Regions from separate parts of the Mus musculus genome. Here all the other regions are linked to region 5. A link is a contact called in public ChIA-PET, Hi-C and HiChIP or PLAC-seq data. All regions are on one chromosome and are shown on one strand. The core of a region is the stretch at or near the end of the contact, and the rest is flanking DNA. Distances in the headings are between cores, read along the strand shown.

The links. Hi-C and Micro-C count contacts between places; a contact is called where the count stands out from the background. ChIA-PET counts read pairs in DNA pulled down with a chosen protein or histone mark. HiChIP or PLAC-seq counts read pairs in DNA pulled down with a chosen protein or histone mark.
Region 1: a contact with region 5 is called in an RNA polymerase II ChIA-PET map of effector CD8 T cells, with 21 read pairs. The contact joins two enhancer-like sites. A contact is called at or near these places in 11 of 484 Hi-C or Micro-C datasets (CD4 T cells, CD8 T cells, Th1 cells and 5 more) and 12 of 115 datasets of contacts at active chromatin or transcription factors (the 230-238 cell line, CD8 T cells, bone marrow-derived dendritic cells and 8 more).
Region 2: an H3K27ac HiChIP or PLAC-seq map of regulatory T cells shows a contact between it and region 5, with 4 times the contacts expected there. The contact joins two enhancer-like sites. A contact is called at or near these places in 1 of 15 datasets of contacts at CTCF or cohesin (large pre-B cells), 9 of 484 Hi-C or Micro-C datasets (CD4 T cells, CD8 T cells, the HL-1 cell line and 6 more) and 8 of 115 datasets of contacts at active chromatin or transcription factors (CD8 T cells, effector CD8 T cells, embryonic stem cells and 5 more).
Region 3: an H3K27ac HiChIP or PLAC-seq map of regulatory T cell precursor shows a contact between it and region 5, with 4 times the contacts expected there. The contact joins two enhancer-like sites. A contact is called at or near these places in 9 of 484 Hi-C or Micro-C datasets (CD4 T cells, CD8 T cells, the HL-1 cell line and 5 more) and 3 of 115 datasets of contacts at active chromatin or transcription factors (effector CD8 T cells, regulatory T cell precursor and thymic regulatory T cells).
Region 4: a Hi-C map of CD8 T cells shows a contact between it and region 5, with 2.0 times the contacts expected there. The contact joins two enhancer-like sites. A contact is called at or near these places in 9 of 484 Hi-C or Micro-C datasets (CD8 T cells, the HL-1 cell line, bone marrow-derived macrophages and 6 more) and 2 of 115 datasets of contacts at active chromatin or transcription factors (CD8 T cells and regulatory T cell precursor).
Region 6: a contact with region 5 is called in an RNA polymerase II ChIA-PET map of memory CD8 T cells, with 39 read pairs. The contact joins the promoter of Map3k7 here to the enhancer-like site in region 5. A contact is called at or near these places in 1 of 484 Hi-C or Micro-C datasets (nephron progenitors) and 2 of 115 datasets of contacts at active chromatin or transcription factors (effector CD8 T cells and memory CD8 T cells).

Annotation. Positions count from the first base shown.
Region 1 is chr4:32,342,541-32,345,240 of GRCm38.p6, forward strand. It overlaps a transcript of Bach2 not described here. Among named protein-coding and RNA genes, the nearest start is that of Bach2, 74 kb to the right of the region's middle. Within about 2 kb of position 1,436, at least 95 of the 459 cell types and tissues checked have an H3K27ac peak or open chromatin away from gene starts, as enhancers often do. A contact at or near this core is called in CD8 T cells, Th1 cells, effector CD8 T cells and 5 more, where this site is marked.
Region 2 is chr4:32,290,270-32,292,969 of GRCm38.p6, forward strand. It overlaps a transcript of Bach2 not described here. Among named protein-coding and RNA genes, the nearest start is that of n-TGccc3, 61 kb to the left of the region's middle. Within about 2 kb of position 1,377, at least 52 of the 459 cell types and tissues checked have an H3K27ac peak or open chromatin away from gene starts, as enhancers often do. A contact at or near this core is called in CD8 T cells, Th2 cells, effector CD8 T cells and 4 more, where this site is marked.
Region 3 is chr4:32,362,469-32,365,168 of GRCm38.p6, forward strand. It overlaps a transcript of Bach2 not described here. Among named protein-coding and RNA genes, the nearest start is that of Bach2, 54 kb to the right of the region's middle. Within about 2 kb of position 1,268, at least 68 of the 459 cell types and tissues checked have an H3K27ac peak or open chromatin away from gene starts, as enhancers often do. A contact at or near this core is called in CD8 T cells, effector CD8 T cells, regulatory T cells and 2 more, where this site is marked.
Region 4 is chr4:32,387,487-32,390,186 of GRCm38.p6, forward strand. It overlaps a transcript of Bach2 not described here. Among named protein-coding and RNA genes, the nearest start is that of Bach2, 29 kb to the right of the region's middle. Within about 2 kb of position 1,400, at least 94 of the 459 cell types and tissues checked have an H3K27ac peak or open chromatin away from gene starts, as enhancers often do. A contact at or near this core is called in CD8 T cells and regulatory T cell precursor, where this site is marked.
Region 5 is chr4:32,148,039-32,150,738 of GRCm38.p6, forward strand. No RefSeq gene overlaps it. Among named protein-coding and RNA genes, the nearest start is that of Gm52717, 12 kb to the right of the region's middle. Within about 2 kb of position 1,308, at least 37 of the 459 cell types and tissues checked have an H3K27ac peak or open chromatin away from gene starts, as enhancers often do. A contact at or near this core is called in CD8 T cells, Th1 cells, Th2 cells and 7 more, where this site is marked.
Region 6 is chr4:31,962,766-31,965,465 of GRCm38.p6, forward strand. It overlaps Map3k7 (mitogen-activated protein kinase kinase kinase 7), which reads left to right and starts at 1,342. Exons shown (of 16, transcript NM_172688.3): 1 at 1,342-1,617. The coding sequence starts at 1,498.

The DNA of each region.
Region 1 (2,700 bases), core at 186-2,685, 190 kb after region 5:
CACACACACACACACACACACACACACACACACACACACAGATTGGTCAAAATGCATCTGTTGTTTTAAATATCAACACATAAACATACACACACTTGAGCACACACATATACACACAATAGTCGAAATACATCTGTGGTTTTAAGTATCATCACACACACACACACACACACACACACACACACACACACACACACATATGTTCCAGCCTCTTCTAAGTGGCAGGCCTGTGTTCCTTTCATTTCTGGTACTCAAATTGTAGTTCTGTTTGTTTGTGTGTTTGATATTGAAATATTTACTAAGATTTATATACACATTTCAATGGCAGAGTTTTGTGTGTGTGTGTGTGTGTGTGTGTGTGTGTGAGAGAGAGAGAGAGAGAGAGAGAGAGAGAGACAGAGACAGAGACAGAGACAGAGACAGAGACTGAGACTGAGTTCTAGGACTAGGCAAGAGTACACATTACTGCTTTAGCTCCATCAAAGAACTTCACATGTTCCAGGTCCAGTTGCTTTTCTCCTGTATCTGAGTTGGAGTCATTCTTCTACCCTTGGGTTTCCTCACCCGTATGTTTACTATGGAGACTCCCTTAAGGAGTTATAATTTAAACCAATTAGCCTGGTGTGCATCTCCCAGCAAAATTTGTTTCTTATACAGAACGTGCCAGAGTCCAGTGGAACTGACTGGCAATGCGGACTTTTAAAGAAGAAATGTTTTCATCTGTGCCGCTGACAGAATGCCACTGGGATGCACTGCATTTTACACCCAAAGAAAGTGTCAGTAGAGGGTGACTCCTTCAATAGTGAGGCAGGACAAACGCTCACACCAGTTCTGGGCAGTTCTTGACTGACAGGGGTTTAAACCACAGTGAATTCTTTGGCTCCTGCAAGGGTTTGCTTGAGAGGAACAGTGAAAAGGGTTTTAGTTTCTCTTCCTCCAGCCCAGCATTGTTTTCTTAGCTGTCTGTTTAGGAGGTAGGACGAAGTGGCCACTTGAAACCAGTGGTCTAAGGGATGACAAGTCGCATCAGTGTTTAATCACTGTGGCTAAAACCCATCCTGGTCAATGGGGCTGAGGAAACATCTGTGAGCTAACACATCTTCCCTTCAAACCCTTTCTTATCCTTTTGTAGCAGCAGCAGCAGCAGCAGCTGTAGAATTGAGCTTTCTGCTTGTATCCCGGCGCTGAGCGCAGGCTGATGTTTGGCTGTGGTTGTGAGAATGTCCACCGTGTCCTTTTAGATGCTAGTAAGGAGCCACATGAGATTCAAGGTTCAAGCCAGATGGCACTTCGCTCCTCCTGGAGTTTGTACCAAGGCCACAGCTAGCTTTGAATTTCCCCAGGAAGAAGGGGGAGCGGGGTTGGGGTTGGTGACACACCCTGCACATAATGTAAACACAGGTTGTGCGTCTTCCCTTCTGTGAAGAGTGGTGACAGCAGTTCGACTTTGATTGACATCATCCACTACCATTCTGGCCCACAAGCATGCGGTGAAGAGGAGCACCCAGAAACCAAAGTGGTCGTTTCCTGACACTCTCCACCCCCACCCCCAAGGCCTTTGCCTTCCTTCAGTTTGTCAGAAAAGTAGGGGATGACTTAAGGCAAATAAGTAAAATGATTACAAAATTTATGGTTCACAAGACTTTACAGGGTCAAAAGAATCAGGGTGTAGCATAGAGTGATAAATATGAACCCTCATGGTGCTGAAAAGTGGGGGCAGAAGGAGCCTGGGACAGCTGAGAGCTACCTCCTCTGTACTCTGTACAGCATCACCATACTCTGTATCTTTAGTGGATGGCTGGGCCTCTGATGATCTAATTCCAGTTTGGGTTTGTGTGCCCCCAGAGGCATCAGCAGCTACCCTGAGGTATAGTCGGATTGCCCCCAGCCTAGTGAGAGTCTCAGCACTTCCTGGCTGCGCATCTGCTGGTGTGACTCCTCTGAATCTTGTTTTCTTGTCTATGTAAAAAAGGAATGACGACGTTCCCTGAGTTGTGGAGCTCGCACTCGGTGGTGTGGAAGCACCGCAGAGGTCTGCAGGAGGTGCTCATGAATGATAGCTGAGCCGCATGGCACAGACACAAAGACACTCTGCACTCAGGTTGTCTGCCATGTGGGCAAGAAGATATACGTACATAAGATAACTGTGTAAAAAAATGTAACAACAGCAGTGGATTTATGTGCGGAGTGCAGGTTAGTCTGAAATGCCTTGAGGTTCGCAGATTTTTGAATAAAAAATAAATTTTAGGTAGGCAAAGCTTTATTTTCAAGGAGAGAGGAAGCATAAAATATGCAGTCACATAGACCCATTAAATATTTCAATGCTGAAATGTTAGCAGGCTAATGTAGAGCTTCAATCCGCTCAGAACACTGTGGCCAGGCAGAAAGGATGCTATAAAGCTATCGTATACATGGGTGGAGGCCATCCGTGAGGCCATTGGTCAGAACTGAAGATGCAATTACATCTTGTACAAGGAGAAGTTGAAGTTCCAGAGTAGATGAAGGTTGTTAGAGACGAGGAGGACATTGGCACAGGAGTCGATGATCAAATAGATCATTTAAATGACCCAATAACCCCCATCTACCATTTAAGTAAATGAAGAAATTTCTAGTTTGTGTGGCTGGTCTATGGGTTTTTCAGTTCTAAATCTCAAAGAAAAGAATTCTCCTCTCAATACAATGGCACAACTCAAGTCCACC
Region 2 (2,700 bases), core at 127-2,626, 140 kb after region 5:
CAGCTGGGGAATTTTGTGTGGCTTACAGAGAAGTCAGAGAACCAGGATGTCTCTGAGCCTGTTAGATACATTTGGTCCTAGCAGCATGTAGTAGGAAATGAATATTTAACTTTGAAACACTTTTTTGTACTTTAAACTCCTCCCAGGCCTTAAAAACACTCTCCCTGATGTTCCTGGGTAAGGGAGAATAGCTTTGCCTAGGCTCCTGGCCACATAGTCTCCAGCTTTAACATTTAGCCCCAGTCCCTTCAAGACACAGACAGCCTTTTCCACTCAGCGATCAGAACTTGGTGATTTGCTTAGCCTAGCTGGCCAGGAATAGGCCCTCTATGTCCGTGCTACCAGGACTGGGATTGCAGCAGTTCACTGTCGCTCTGCCTTTAGTGTGTGCAAGCCCTGGGATAAACTTCATCCACTGAGCCTTCCCCACAGCCTCATGCATCGTCTTGGTGTGACTTGTTTAATCACAGCAACTTCTATAAATCAGCAGCTGTACTAACCAAGACTTTTTCTATTGAAAAGTGCAGACCACTTAGTGCTTTGTTATATTTGATATTGGGCCAGGCAGCTGGCTATAGCCATGGTTGTCCCCTTTGATGGACAGGAGCAGCATTTCACAAAGGAAGCAAGGCAGAGATGAGCAAACAGAGATCACAGCAGGCAGTGGAGGTTTAGAAAAGGTGAGATCATTGGCCCAGGGTGGCTTAGCTGGTAAGTGGTAAAAGTCAGACTGGCTTCCAAAGCCATTCGGAGTCTACCATGAAAGACATGAGCTTTATGCAAGCGTGCATGGTACTTCGGCCACCTCATTAGCATTAGGATATGGGACTGTTGGCCAAGATGGCTTCCCTCATTGCTGCTTGTCCTCAACACCTACAGTGACACCTTCAGTGAGCGATCAACTGTACCTTGCTATCTTTCTTCCAAAACTGTTAGACTATTGTATGGCCAGCTTCATTCATTTGACATTTTTATTGCTTTCCACTTCAAAAAGCAACCTTTTTCTTGACTTGGCCTCTGATTCTGGAGAAATCTTGACTGAGGTCCTGTGAACAGACAAGAGCTTTTCCAAGCTGTTTTCGTGCAGAGCTCTGCCCTTCCAGGAAGTGTCTCTTCATCAGTGTTCATCAGTTGAGGCAGCAGACTCTAGACATGGCATGTCTTCGTGCTCACTGTCACCTCTCAGTCTTACTGTATGGACTCTCAGGGGGCGTGCTGCATGGAAGACAGCCTAGACTTTGCTCTTGATCTGTTTATGAAGACATTACAGTGTTTTTTCAGCATTCCTGGAATCAGTGACTGAAGCTCTGACCCTTGATGTGTTTAGTCTTTACATGTGTTCATCTCTACATCAAAAACAGAGGAAGCCACAGGAAATTGCTGCCTGTATTTCCAGGAAACTGAACTACATCACCAGCTGCCCAATCTGCACAGCCCAGAGTACCCTGGTGCAGGCATCTGTGGCTGATGAAGGTGGAGATAAGGAGACGAGGAGTGGGACTCTCCTCATCCTGTCGCTTCTCACTGTAGGCCCAGGGAACGCACGTAGAATGCATGTCTGGGCTTAAGGAAAATTAAAAAAAAAACAACTTCAACCCTCAGTTTCTGAGAGCATGAATACTGGGTGAAGCGAGCTGTGTCCTGTGCCTGGCACACGCCGTTACAGTACTACTGTCTCATCACCAGGGACTGAAGGGACATCATGTGAGCCTGTGGACGGAGTGGGGACTCTAAAGACAATAAGCTACACTGACCACCACTGTTTTTAAATAGTTTTTAAACCACTATGTTTATGCTGACAGTGGTTACAACAACTGCTGGTGTAGTGAGTGTTGCCTGTGGAATACCAGGTATTTGGTAAGGACTGTACAAGCGTTAATTAATCACACAAACTCTTCCAAAGCGTTCTCTTTGTCATTCCAAATTTCAGATTTAATACTTGAAACTGGCCCATGGTCACATAGGCATTGAGATACGCAAATTTAAACCTAACTATATATATTTTCAGGCCAGTCGACCTAGGGGATTTTTACTAGAGGTGGTGTCTGTAAGTACATGCAGATGGAAACCCACCAGCGCTCTCTGGGACAGGCTGGGGAGACACAGAAAGGACTCTGGTGCGGGTCTCACCTCATAAATTCAACAGGTGATCAGAACGAACATGAGACTTTCACATTGCTATGTGAATTGAATCGAATGTTCTTCATGAGCATATAGTTTCCCATCCTTCGGACCAACGTGAGACAGACTGGATCAGCAGTCAGCAAAAGCAGTTGAGGCTTAGCTGAATAGTAGCCTGAATGAGTCACTGCAAAATGATTTCATTTGGGTCCAGAGATGCTGCCTGTTAAACAGACAGCAGAAAGGAAGAAAAGTGTCTAAGAATTAGACACAACAAAAGGACATTTAAGGACTTGGTAGAAACTAGATCTGAACTTTCTGGCAGCTTTTCTGAGGATAGGAAGAAAGGGAAACTGGTCTTTATTTCCTTTTGTTTTAGAGACAGGGTCTTCCTATACAGCCTAGGCTGACCTCCAGCCTGCTAGAGGCCCATTGCTGTCTCAGGCTCACAAACTCCTGTCTTAGCCTCCCAAGTGCTGGGCTTGTAAGTTTGTGCCATCATGACTGGCTGATTTTCAAGTCTTAAAGGAAAAAGGAAATCTGTTAAAATTTTGGAAAAACAGCATGCAAACTGGCATA
Region 3 (2,700 bases), core at 18-2,517, 210 kb after region 5:
GCAAGAGAGAGAGGAAAGAAGAGGTGGTGAGGTGTTGCTAATTTGATTTGACTCCTGATTAGTTCCTTAGCTTCATCTTGCTCCAAGTTCAACTCTTGTCTCTACTCCATTAGAGTAGCTATTGAATGGGCCCACCAGCTTGTCCAGTATGTATTCCCTTCCTGCCCTCGCCCCTTTCTCAGAAACTACAGGATCCCTTCAGAAGGCCTCCCCTCCCCTCATGTGATGGTTTGTCTATGCTTAGCCCAGGGAGTGGTACTATTAGAAGGTGTGGCCCTGTTGGAGTAGGTGTGTCACTGTGTGTGGGCTTTAAGACCCTCATCCTAGCTGCCTGGAAGCCAGTATTCTGCTAGCTGCCTTCAGATGAAGACATAGAACTCTCAGCTCCTCCTGCACCATGCCTGCCTGGATGCTGCCATGTTCCTGCCTTGATGATAATGGACTGAACCTCTGAGCCTGTAAGCCAGCCCCAGTTAAATGTTGTCCTTATAAGAGTTTTCTCGGCCATGGTGTCTGTTCACAGCAGTAAAACCCTAAGACACCTCATCTAGCTTAAGTCCCCTGTTTGCTTTTGTGACCTCACCTCTGCAGTCCGGTGCTTGTTACAGTGGCGTTTCAATTATTCAGATCAGTCTTTACCATCCATCCCACAGTTAATCTCTGTGTTCTGTAGACCAGCAGATCCTTGTCTGTTTTTCCAGTGACCAGTACAGGAGCCGCCGTGTAGGAACTGCTCAATGCATAGCTGTCAAGTGGTCTTCTCCAGATACGGCTGGGGCCACAGGATGGCCGGCGATCCTTTCTTACTATGGTAATGCTTTCTAGGTAGAGGCATGTCCTCCAAGTGTCTCTGCCCTAGGGTACCTCACTCTGGCCATTGATCCCTGCAGGTGAATTTGCAGAGAACCAGATGTAAAACCAGGCTTTGCCAGTGCTGTCGAGCTGCTGAATAAGCCAGTCATGGGGCTGTTCTGCCCCCTGGCACTTCCACTCAGGGAAATAAAGCCTCCGTCTTGGTCACGTTAGGTTTACAGTTTTCTCTCATGAGATCAGTCTCTGACACAGAATGTCACAAGTGACTGACAAATGAGTGAGTAACTTTATCTCCCTTGGCCGGTTTACAGATTCCTCGTGTCCCTGTGTAATTGAGTTTTCGCTTCCTTCCTGTGAAGTCGGGCCTTGGTGACGATAATACTCAGCACTGAACCCAGATTGCTTTTGAGAGTTGCTGCCTTCACTCGATGCCCTGTAACCTGAACTTGAACTCCGACCCCCCACCTCTCACCCTTTGGCTCTGCACTTAGTTCGTAACTTCTTGGGGGCAAGTTCCTCTGTTAGGAGTTTGAGAGTCAGATGAAGTCATGCCGGCAGTTTCCTGTTTGCGAGCCTCTGAGCTGGTGACAAGCGCAGGCAGCTCTGACAGGTCTGTAGGTGTTGCCAGATGTGGCTCTGATTCACCCCCTCTGCTCGATAATTCCCCAGAGCTCTTCATCTCCCCAGCCGCCATCCCTGCTCTCCTCCTCGGGATGAGAAGATGTTGTGCCACCTTTCCGTGTGAGGAGATGAGCTGCTCACAGCCCGCCCCTTCATGCCCCACCTGCTTTTCTAGGGTTCAGGTGGGATGTTTATTGGTGCCTTTCTCTCCTCCCCCCATTAGTGTGGAACAGCCACAGTACAGGAGACTTTATTTGTTTCTGAACATTTTCTGTGTGAAGGACTTCGGTGCTCTACTGGCTCCAGTAGGCCCACCCACCACACACAAACACACCTCAGTGTAACACAACATAACCTGTGAAATGCAGGACTTTTCATAAATGCTACTTGAAACACAAAGACACTACTCTTCTCTCTCTGCTTAGCTGATTTCCCAGCCCTTGGGTAATAACAGGGAGAGACAGCCACCTGCTTTTGTAAAATGGTCCCTTGGTGATAAACCGCGGAGGCAAGCAGGTAGGTAACCCATCTGTGAGAGTTTGCCAGTGCCACGGGGAACACACACTGAATTTGTAATGTAAAAACTAGTGTTCTTAAACCAAAATAGGAATAGTGCTTTTGGCTCACCACCATCTTACACCATTAACAGGTTCTCTCTGAGATCAGGATTCAATCCTTGATACCTTAAAAGGTTAGAAGGACATAGCACAGATGCAGCAAAAGTGATTTGTACACTCAGGAAGTGCCAGACAAGAGTGTTAGTGTTCAAAGACACCAAACAACTACCCTTTCATGCTACCCAGAGCCCTCCTTGGTCCCCCGCACCTCCCAAAATACAGAGAATGGTTATTTGCTTGGCCCTACATGTACCTGAATGTATTCCTCTGTACCTTAATACTTTTAATAGAACTGTTTCCTTCCCTGACTTCTAAATTGTCAAGAAAAAAAAATACTGTGGTCCTTTCTATTCAGGGAACTGCGTTATAGTCTGGGTAAAGGACTTTACACAGCACTAAAATCTCATCCACCTCTTGCACTTATTTTGTTAGCCAGCACTTGTGCACAATATTGTATAAGAAGCACATGAATCTATAGATCAAATATGTCTGAGAATGAACAGACAAAAGTTCTAACTCATGAAGCTTATACGCAGCCAGGGAGGAAAAAAGATAAGCAAGAAGCAAACGGATGGTGCTGTGTTAGAACCTGACCATGGCTCCGAAGAAAACGGAGGAAATCCAGTGTGTGAGCAGAGGGCGGGGATGA
Region 4 (2,700 bases), core at 150-2,649, 240 kb after region 5:
CCTGTGTCTGCTGAGGTTTAACATCGAGCCCTATCCCTCTTTCCCACCTGCTGCCTGAGGCTTGCCCAGGGGAGAAGAGCTGTTGAAGGGAAAATGGCTTCCCTGACCTCCGAAGGAGGCTGAGGTGAACAAACTTTAGTCTTTTCCACCTCAGAAGTGAGGGCCACATCCTTCTGATGCCCGAAGCCACAAACCCCAGAGCCAGAAGCAGCCACTTACAGGATGGTATTTGCAAATCAGACATGGTTCCTGCTCTCTATTTGGAGCAATTTGGGTGGGTCTGGGCTGGAAAAGAGGGAAAGTGTGTTGCTTTTTTTAATCCAACAACTTATAACTGTGTCAACACATAAGACGGTCTGTCAAAGCTTTCCTCTGGTGTTGCTGCTGTGAATTAATTTTGAGAGTCACTTGTGAGCAGTAAACACTTTTGCAGCATGAACAACTCTGTACAGTAGGAGTTGTCAACAGCTTGCTGTCCCCCACCCCCACCCCCGTGAGGGGGGAGTGAGGCAGAGCAGCGGGCGCATACACACACACACACACACACACACACACACACACACACACACAGGAAGCTGGCTGAAATACAAGGAACAGAAAGTCACCGCCACTCCTGTTGCTTATCTTTCGGCGGTTTCCTTTCTTCTATTGACCACAAGAAATGGGAGGATTTGGAATGTGTGCAGCTGAGTCGGCCTGTGCCTCTGGGCATTTGGACACTTCTTGCTGTTTGAGAATTGGCTCTAGAACTTGTGGGCCACCTTGAGGTGTTTTTTTTTTTTTTGTCCCTAATTGATTAGAGAGCCACCACATGGAGCAAGATACAAAGACACATACTGTGTCCAATACTGATTTGAAAGAGAGCCTATGGGTTTTTTACATTTTGTGGCAGTAGCCTTGCGTATTCTGCTGAGCTTCATCCACACAGTTAAAACAGTCTCTCTCTTGACTTAACACCTGATGGAGCTCTGTGTGTACCTATAGGTAGCTCTGTGTTTCTGTTTGTTTAGGGATCTCCATTTTCTCTCTACTCTGTCTGCCATCTAGATATTGGGGTGACTAGCCAAACCAGACCAGCACTTTCTCTCCAGCATGCTCTGTGACACATAGCAGCTCCCAAAGCATTCTACGACACGCCAGTGATGAGCATCCGTGACTCTGACCCTCATTTTGAGATCTGTACAGAGCTGTCCGTTCCTTTCACATCTACAAAAAAGAAAAACAAAAAACTTAAATATACCATCCTCCGTCTAGAAGCTACGGTAGGTGTGTTAGCCGGCCCAGCTGCAGAGGCGTGGGTTTCCTGTGTTTATGTTAAACCTGCTGGATACAGTCACCCTCCTGTTTTGTTCCTAAAGTCCCTTTCTTCATGCTTTACATTTCCTCAGTTGCCTGACGTGCATTATAGACATGTTAAACCTGTTTGTAGCTCACAGACCACACAGCAGAGGCTAGAGACTGCCTCCTCACCTGGTACAGTGCTTTCACTGGGCACACATCATACTCCAGAAACAGGGGAGACCTATAGGTCCCGAGGGGACACAGGGGGTAAATGGATTGGGTCTTCTTCAGCATCATTTATTTCCAGGAGCCCTCAGGGAAGACCCCAAACACTCACTGGTGACATGGGTCATATGTGCCAGATATGATCTTGTGACTCTGGGACATGACAGGATTGGGCTCTCTGAGGGCAGTAAGGACTGAGTGCATCCCGAGGCAGGGGCAGGGACTGGCTGCACAGGCTCCTGCTCTCAAGCCAGCACACGACATCTTGCTCTTACTTTGTCAAACGATGTTGGCAGGGATCCAGTTTGCTACGCAGTGGAAGAGTAGACCTTTCCTCTTTCCTAAGAGATGGGCATGTGGAGAGGAGTGGTCTTCTGAGGCAAACGTCCCATCCTCCTCTCAGTCTGGGCTGTGCTCGGTTCACTCCATTCCTGACTGTAGAAGAGAGAAAGAGGTGGAAACGTGTTAGAGCCCTCAACGAGTTAACTGAGAGTGTTTTCAAGTAAGAATCATCATGAAATGTATGGAACATAAAAGGCAAATGCAAAATACTTAAATGACAGGTGGCATCATCTGAAAAGGACGTGGGGGCTGATCCCAGCGCCGCGATCCCACACAGCTGCATTAATTTGCCTAATCACTGGATTGCTGTACCCAGTGTCTATAAATAAACACACAAACTAATCTTTTGATTATCCTCCTTTTTTGGGGGGAACATTTAATTTTCCTTGCTTCCCCTCCCCCACCCCATCTTCGTGTCTTTTCATTGTGATTAAACTGAATTTCTAAATCTCGAGTTAATACAGCTTCTCCTATAGCTATTAACATTAGACAGGCGACAAGCAAAAAGAACAAAAAAAAAATCAGTTCACAGAGAAACACAGGTGGCCACTAGCTGTATAAAGGGGGTATTCAGCTCTGTGATCATTGATAGGGAATTTGAGGTGGAAAAAAATCAATTAGTTGTTATTTTCAAGTATCACATAATCACACAGATTAAAATTATTGGGAAAGCTTTAGCAACTGCAAAAGTGTGAGAAACCCCATGCAAAATGAGATGCGTGTGCATGGCCTGGCTTCTCAAACCCCCAAATGCTGGTGGTCTGTACTCACCACCAAGGACAGATGCTTAAAGGCAGGCTACGAAGTGCTTGCGTCTTTAGAGACAGCGTCTCCTCAAGTGCTCAGGCATAG
Region 5 (2,700 bases), core at 58-2,557:
AGCTGCCTGGCTTCTAGGGACTGAAGGAATCACAACGGTTTTCAGGTGGCAGGCTGCTTAGCTGGAATTTTGTGTTACTGGTAGAAGGCACTAACCAATCTGGGCCTCAAAACCTATCAAGTGAGCTGAAAAGAAAAATCTCTCCCCTCTTTTGATCTGAGAGCTTGTTGCTGTTGTGGGGTATCTTATAGGAGTGCTAACCATTGAAGCTGGTCTTGAAGGTCTGGTGATTCGCTCTGCAGTTGGGAATCGCGAGTCATATCTGCAGAATCTCAAAGAGCAGCTCTGAAGACGGAAGATTGTGTTCTTTGTGATAGCAACACACAGGCGCTTGGAAACTCAAATCTTGGTCTTCCTTGCCGGAAACGGCTCCTTTTTGGCTGGTAAAGCAAGAAATGGAACTCTCTCAGAGTCTGCAGATCACAAACTCTTGATAGAGAGGTCTTCGACTAGAGCTCCAGGATTCCCAAGACATTCCACAGAAGCGGTTGGTAACGATGACTTCTGACCTCGTTCTCCTGGCCATTCTTCGTATACATCCCTTTGCCTTTCTCAAAGGATGTTAGTTGAAGAAAGGGTTCCTATACTAAGGGAAAGAAAGAGTGAGGGAGGAAAAGAGGAGATGGGAGAGAAAGGAGGGAGGAGGGCTTAGCAGAGAGACCATAGCCCATGAAAACCACAAGACCTACAAGGCTCACACAGCTTCTTAGAGAAAGCACTGTGTAGCTGGTGAACTTCCTGCAGGGGACTTCCCAAGCACACCTCAGTTAGTGGCTGTCTGCTCAAAGATGCCAAGGCTTTTGATTTCTCTCTTATGATCAGTTATAGGCAGTATCTAATGCTGATTCCCTTCGCCTTTTATTTAGCAATTTCCAAAATGAATTGGGCCTTACAGCTTTTGCCCTCTTCCTAGGGAGAACACTAGCTATGTGCTGTTATTTCGCCCAAGACAATCTTTTCACAGGGAGGCTTCGGTGTAGCTGAGCTGTTTGTCACATCTTGCTGCTGGGAGAGATTACACTATGAAAAGATGAATAGAACTGAAGCAATGTATTCAACAGTAACCACTCAGGAAAACAAATTCCTTCCTACACGAATCTCCCTTGGTAGCCACCGCTTCTATTACTGACTGGCTTCACTTTCTTGTCGGCATAAAAACAACCATCCAAGGTAAAATGTGTATGATATCCCAACGAATACCCACTGTCAAGAGGTTCCACTGTTTGACCCACCCTGCCCCCTACTTCCTCCGTACACCTGTGCTTATATTCTGGTGCCTGGCAACACATGGCAAGCAAGAGGTGATAGCCCAGGGGAATCCCCCGCCAAAGGGCAGATCTGACAAGACCATTATCAGATGAGACTGAGGTGTGAGGTGACTCAGACACTGTGAAATTTAAAAAAAAAAGCATGTTCATGTAGACCGGCTTTTCCTCTATCAGACAGCACGCCCTTAAGATGCTGTGTCTGAAGCAGCTCTGAAAACCGAGTCCTCTGTTAAATGAGATAGAGGCTCTTGTTGTTCAAATGATTCCCATAAGACAGACTTTTAAAATCAAAAGTCTTTTGCCCATTCGTACATTCGCTGAGCATGTACAAATCTTTTCAGGGCTTTGAGCTGAGTGCTGGCTCTGGAAACGGGGAGAAATAAGACAACTCCCTGCACAAACATTAGACAACCACTCTTTTAAAAAGTGTCAGGGCTTTTCTCCAAGATGGTGGCAAAGGTGGTTAAAAAAAAAAAAAGAAAGCTCTTGCCCCTTGCAAAGCCAAAGCAAAGGCCTTGATTTGCCTAAGAAGGCAGTCACAGCCGCAAAAAGAAGATCCGCATATCACCCACCTCTTGGCAGACCAAGACTCTGCAGCTCTGGAGGCAGCGTAAATACCCTCAAAGGAATGAACCCAGGAGACACAAGCTTGAGAACCATGCCGTCATCAAATTCCCTCTAACCACCGGGTTAGCCTCTCGAGAAGATAGAGGACAACGACATGCTCTTGTTCACTGTGGATGTCAAGGTCAACAAGCACCAGACCAAACAGGCCGTGAAGAAACTCTATGACATTGATGTGGCCAAAGTCAATACCCCGTAAGGCCTGATGGACAGAAGAAGGTGTACGTAGTAGGTCCGCTTGGCTCCCAATTATGATGCTCTGGATGTTGTCAGGAAGACTGGGGTCATCTAAACTGAGACCAGATGGCTAATTCTAAATATACAATTTTTCTTCACCATATGAATGAATGAATAAGTAAATAAATAAATAAATAAATAAATAAATAAATAACATGTTAAGTCTCAAAGAAACCCAGGACCAATGGCTAGCTGAGGTGGTTATCAACATATCAAAGCTGACACTGGCTGCCAGGCTCTCCATTACAGAGTAGCTGTTACAGAGTCCTGGCTTCCTCTCCAGCCCCCGACCTTAAAGTCCCCCTTCCTCTAGCATGTCTTTTTCTATAAAACTCTGCCATTATGGTTACGTGCTCTCTCCATCCGGTCATCGTCTTGGCTCCTGGTCCTCTCCCTTGCCCTCTCTTCTCTCCTCGTCTCTCTCACTCCCCTCCACTCCTCCTTACATGACCGCGCTCAGTCTGGACTCTTCCAACCACCTCTGGCTCTGCTCTCTCTCTCAGCTACGATTCTCCTCAACCATACTTAGCGGCAGTCACGTCTTCCCTTTCGTTTGCTTTGGACTAGTGGC
Region 6 (2,700 bases), core at 92-2,591, 190 kb before region 5:
GTTGGTCATACAACATGGGCAATACCTTCCATCTTGGGGTTCTCTGACCTAACTTGTGACACTCAAACTTGAATTGCCATGCTACTGCTGAGTATTTAGTAAGCATACAGCACTAGCATTAAAGGCAGGAAAGGAAAAGCTATGAGACCATAAATAGGGAAAGGTGCCCCTTATTCGAAGTTGAAACTCCTCATCGGGTTAAAAATAAATAAATAAATAATCTCAGTACAACCAACATTTGCTATGAAGACTGCCGACACAAAGGCAACATTCCTTCCTATAAAGGTATCTTAGGTTAAACTAGCAGTGGATCTTTGCCTAAGGTTCAAGCCTGTGCCCTTCGTCCTTTCCTAGACATTAGACTATTAACTTTGTTTCCAATTAAGTTATCTTAACTCTAGTAACCCCGGAATATGGGGCTTTACCGTAGCAATCCTAATCTTGTTGGGTAGTCTTCAGGAACCACCCTATGATCTCCCTTAAACTCAACAATCCTTCAGAGACATTAGTCCTTCAAAGACAATGTCCTCAAAGGTCGCCAAAATGCTGTACATAAACATTAAGGACAATGAAGCGTGACTCTCCTTATAGCTCTGAGGCATAGTGGCTCCTCTTAAAATCCGTCGTCTTGGTGTGTCCACGGATTCTCAAACCAAACCCTCGGGGCTGTTGTGGACGACAGCCTCGGGAAGGTGACAAAGCGAAGCCATCTGAACTGCCTTAGGAAGTGTGTAAAACGCCACTGGTGTCTCTCTACGATGCTAACTTCCATTAGTGAGCGCTCACGCGTCACGGTGCTCCCCCCGATGGCGCGCGCTAACCGCTGCTCCCGAACCCCCTCGCCAGCTCGGGGTTCCGCTTAAAAAAGTAACGGGCTCACGGCTGAAAACCCGACATGAAGAGGTGCCCAATGAGCACAAGACAAACCCTAGGCTGCCTGACCGCAGACCGCCCAGCACAGAGCAGGGGAAGGCACGACGCGGCTCAAAAGAAACAGGCAGAAAGCGACGGAGTTCATCTTTCCCGCTGGATCCCGCAGGACCAACCGGTCCGCCTTCGGGCTCGCTCCGCGCCAGTTCCGATCGCGCACATTTACTACGTCACGGCGTCCAGTCTCGCGGTATCCTCCTGCCGCCGAGGCCCTTTCGCAAAAGTCTCGCGAAACCTGTTCCTCGGGCCCACGGCTCCGCGCTCGCCCTCCTCCACTCCGCCCCTACCCCGGCTTCTCCCTCACTCGCTCCCCGGGTCAGGAAATTCCCCGCTCGGGTCCGGCAGGCGCGCCTCCTCCCTCCCAGTTCCGAGTTCAAACCGGAACTGGAAGTGTGGTGGGCGGGGCCCGGCGACGGAAAGCGCTGAGGAGCCGAAGCCGGGACTCGGCGGTGGCCCGGGTCGGTCCCGCGCCACGGAGCGCCGGGCGGCGGGGCTGCGGGGCTCCGGGCTGAAGGGCGCTGCGCGAGCCGGAGGGCGGGCGCGGCCCCCCGGGCGCCGCGGGGGATCATGTCGACAGCCTCCGCCGCCTCGTCCTCCTCCTCGTCTTCTGCCAGTGAGATGATCGAAGCGCCGTCGCAGGTCCTGAACTTCGAAGAGATCGACTACAAGGAGATCGAGGTGGAAGAGGTGAGCGAGGCCGAGACCTGCTGCCCCGCGCCGCCTGGGATCCCGGGCGGGAGGCGGCTTCCCCATGGGCTTCGGGGGTTGAGTCTGAATCTGTGATTCTCTACCTGATTCTTATGTGGTCGGCAGTTCAATTATCCGTAAATAGATTGAGCAAAGTTTGGTGGCCGCGGGATTTCAGCTCGCTGGTAGTGGTGTTAGAGTCCAGGATAGTGTGTGTGTGTGTGTCTGTCTGTCTGTCTGTATGTCTGTCTTGTCTGTCTGTGTGACTTCTAGCGCAGTGTGTGACACGAAAGGATGCTTGGGACAGGCTGGTAAAGAGAACGTCGAACGTCTCACGGTGCTTCCCCTGGTCCCGGATTCTTCTTTCTCTGATACCGTAGGTAGTTCTACCTTCTATTGGGCTCTGTAGATGAATTTCAATCTCTAGTAACGTTAAGTCTGTTATGAAAACATGTTTCAAGTAGCATAGTCTGAAGAGGCAAGTAGTGATTATGGTGACAGTCAGAATATTACGCTACACCAGAAATCGCTGTTAGAAAAACCGAATAAATTCAATGTTCAGGTGGAAGAGTGTCTTCACTTCATCGCCTATTTTCAGATTCACAGTGGGGCCAGTGACTTCTAAGAGTCTTAATATTTACTGAAGAGGAAAAAATCTGTACATATATTCAAAATGCCGTTTAGAACTCGTTGAAGCTTTGGTTAGAAACGCGTTCACGCAGTTTCTATGAGTTTAACCGTTTTTTAAGAGCACTGTGCATTTTCTGTGCCTTAATGTGTGGGTTTTTTATAGCTAGACTGAGTTGTCTTTTCTTCATTTTTAAAGTATTATAGTAAGGAGTTAAAAGATGCAAGCAAATTAACAATCAATAAATACATCTTTACCTTAGAGGACTACTAAGTCATATCTTTGTATCACAAAAACTAACCAGAGATGAGTGTGTTCATTGAGAGCATGATTATCTTAGAAAAAGTGTGCTGGATAGGGGAAGGTTTGAGACAGAGGAAGACGCTTCAGAGATAGACAGAGCACTGTGGGACTTGGTTTCCTACTGCTTTCTGTGTGTTCGTTTCCTTAACTGT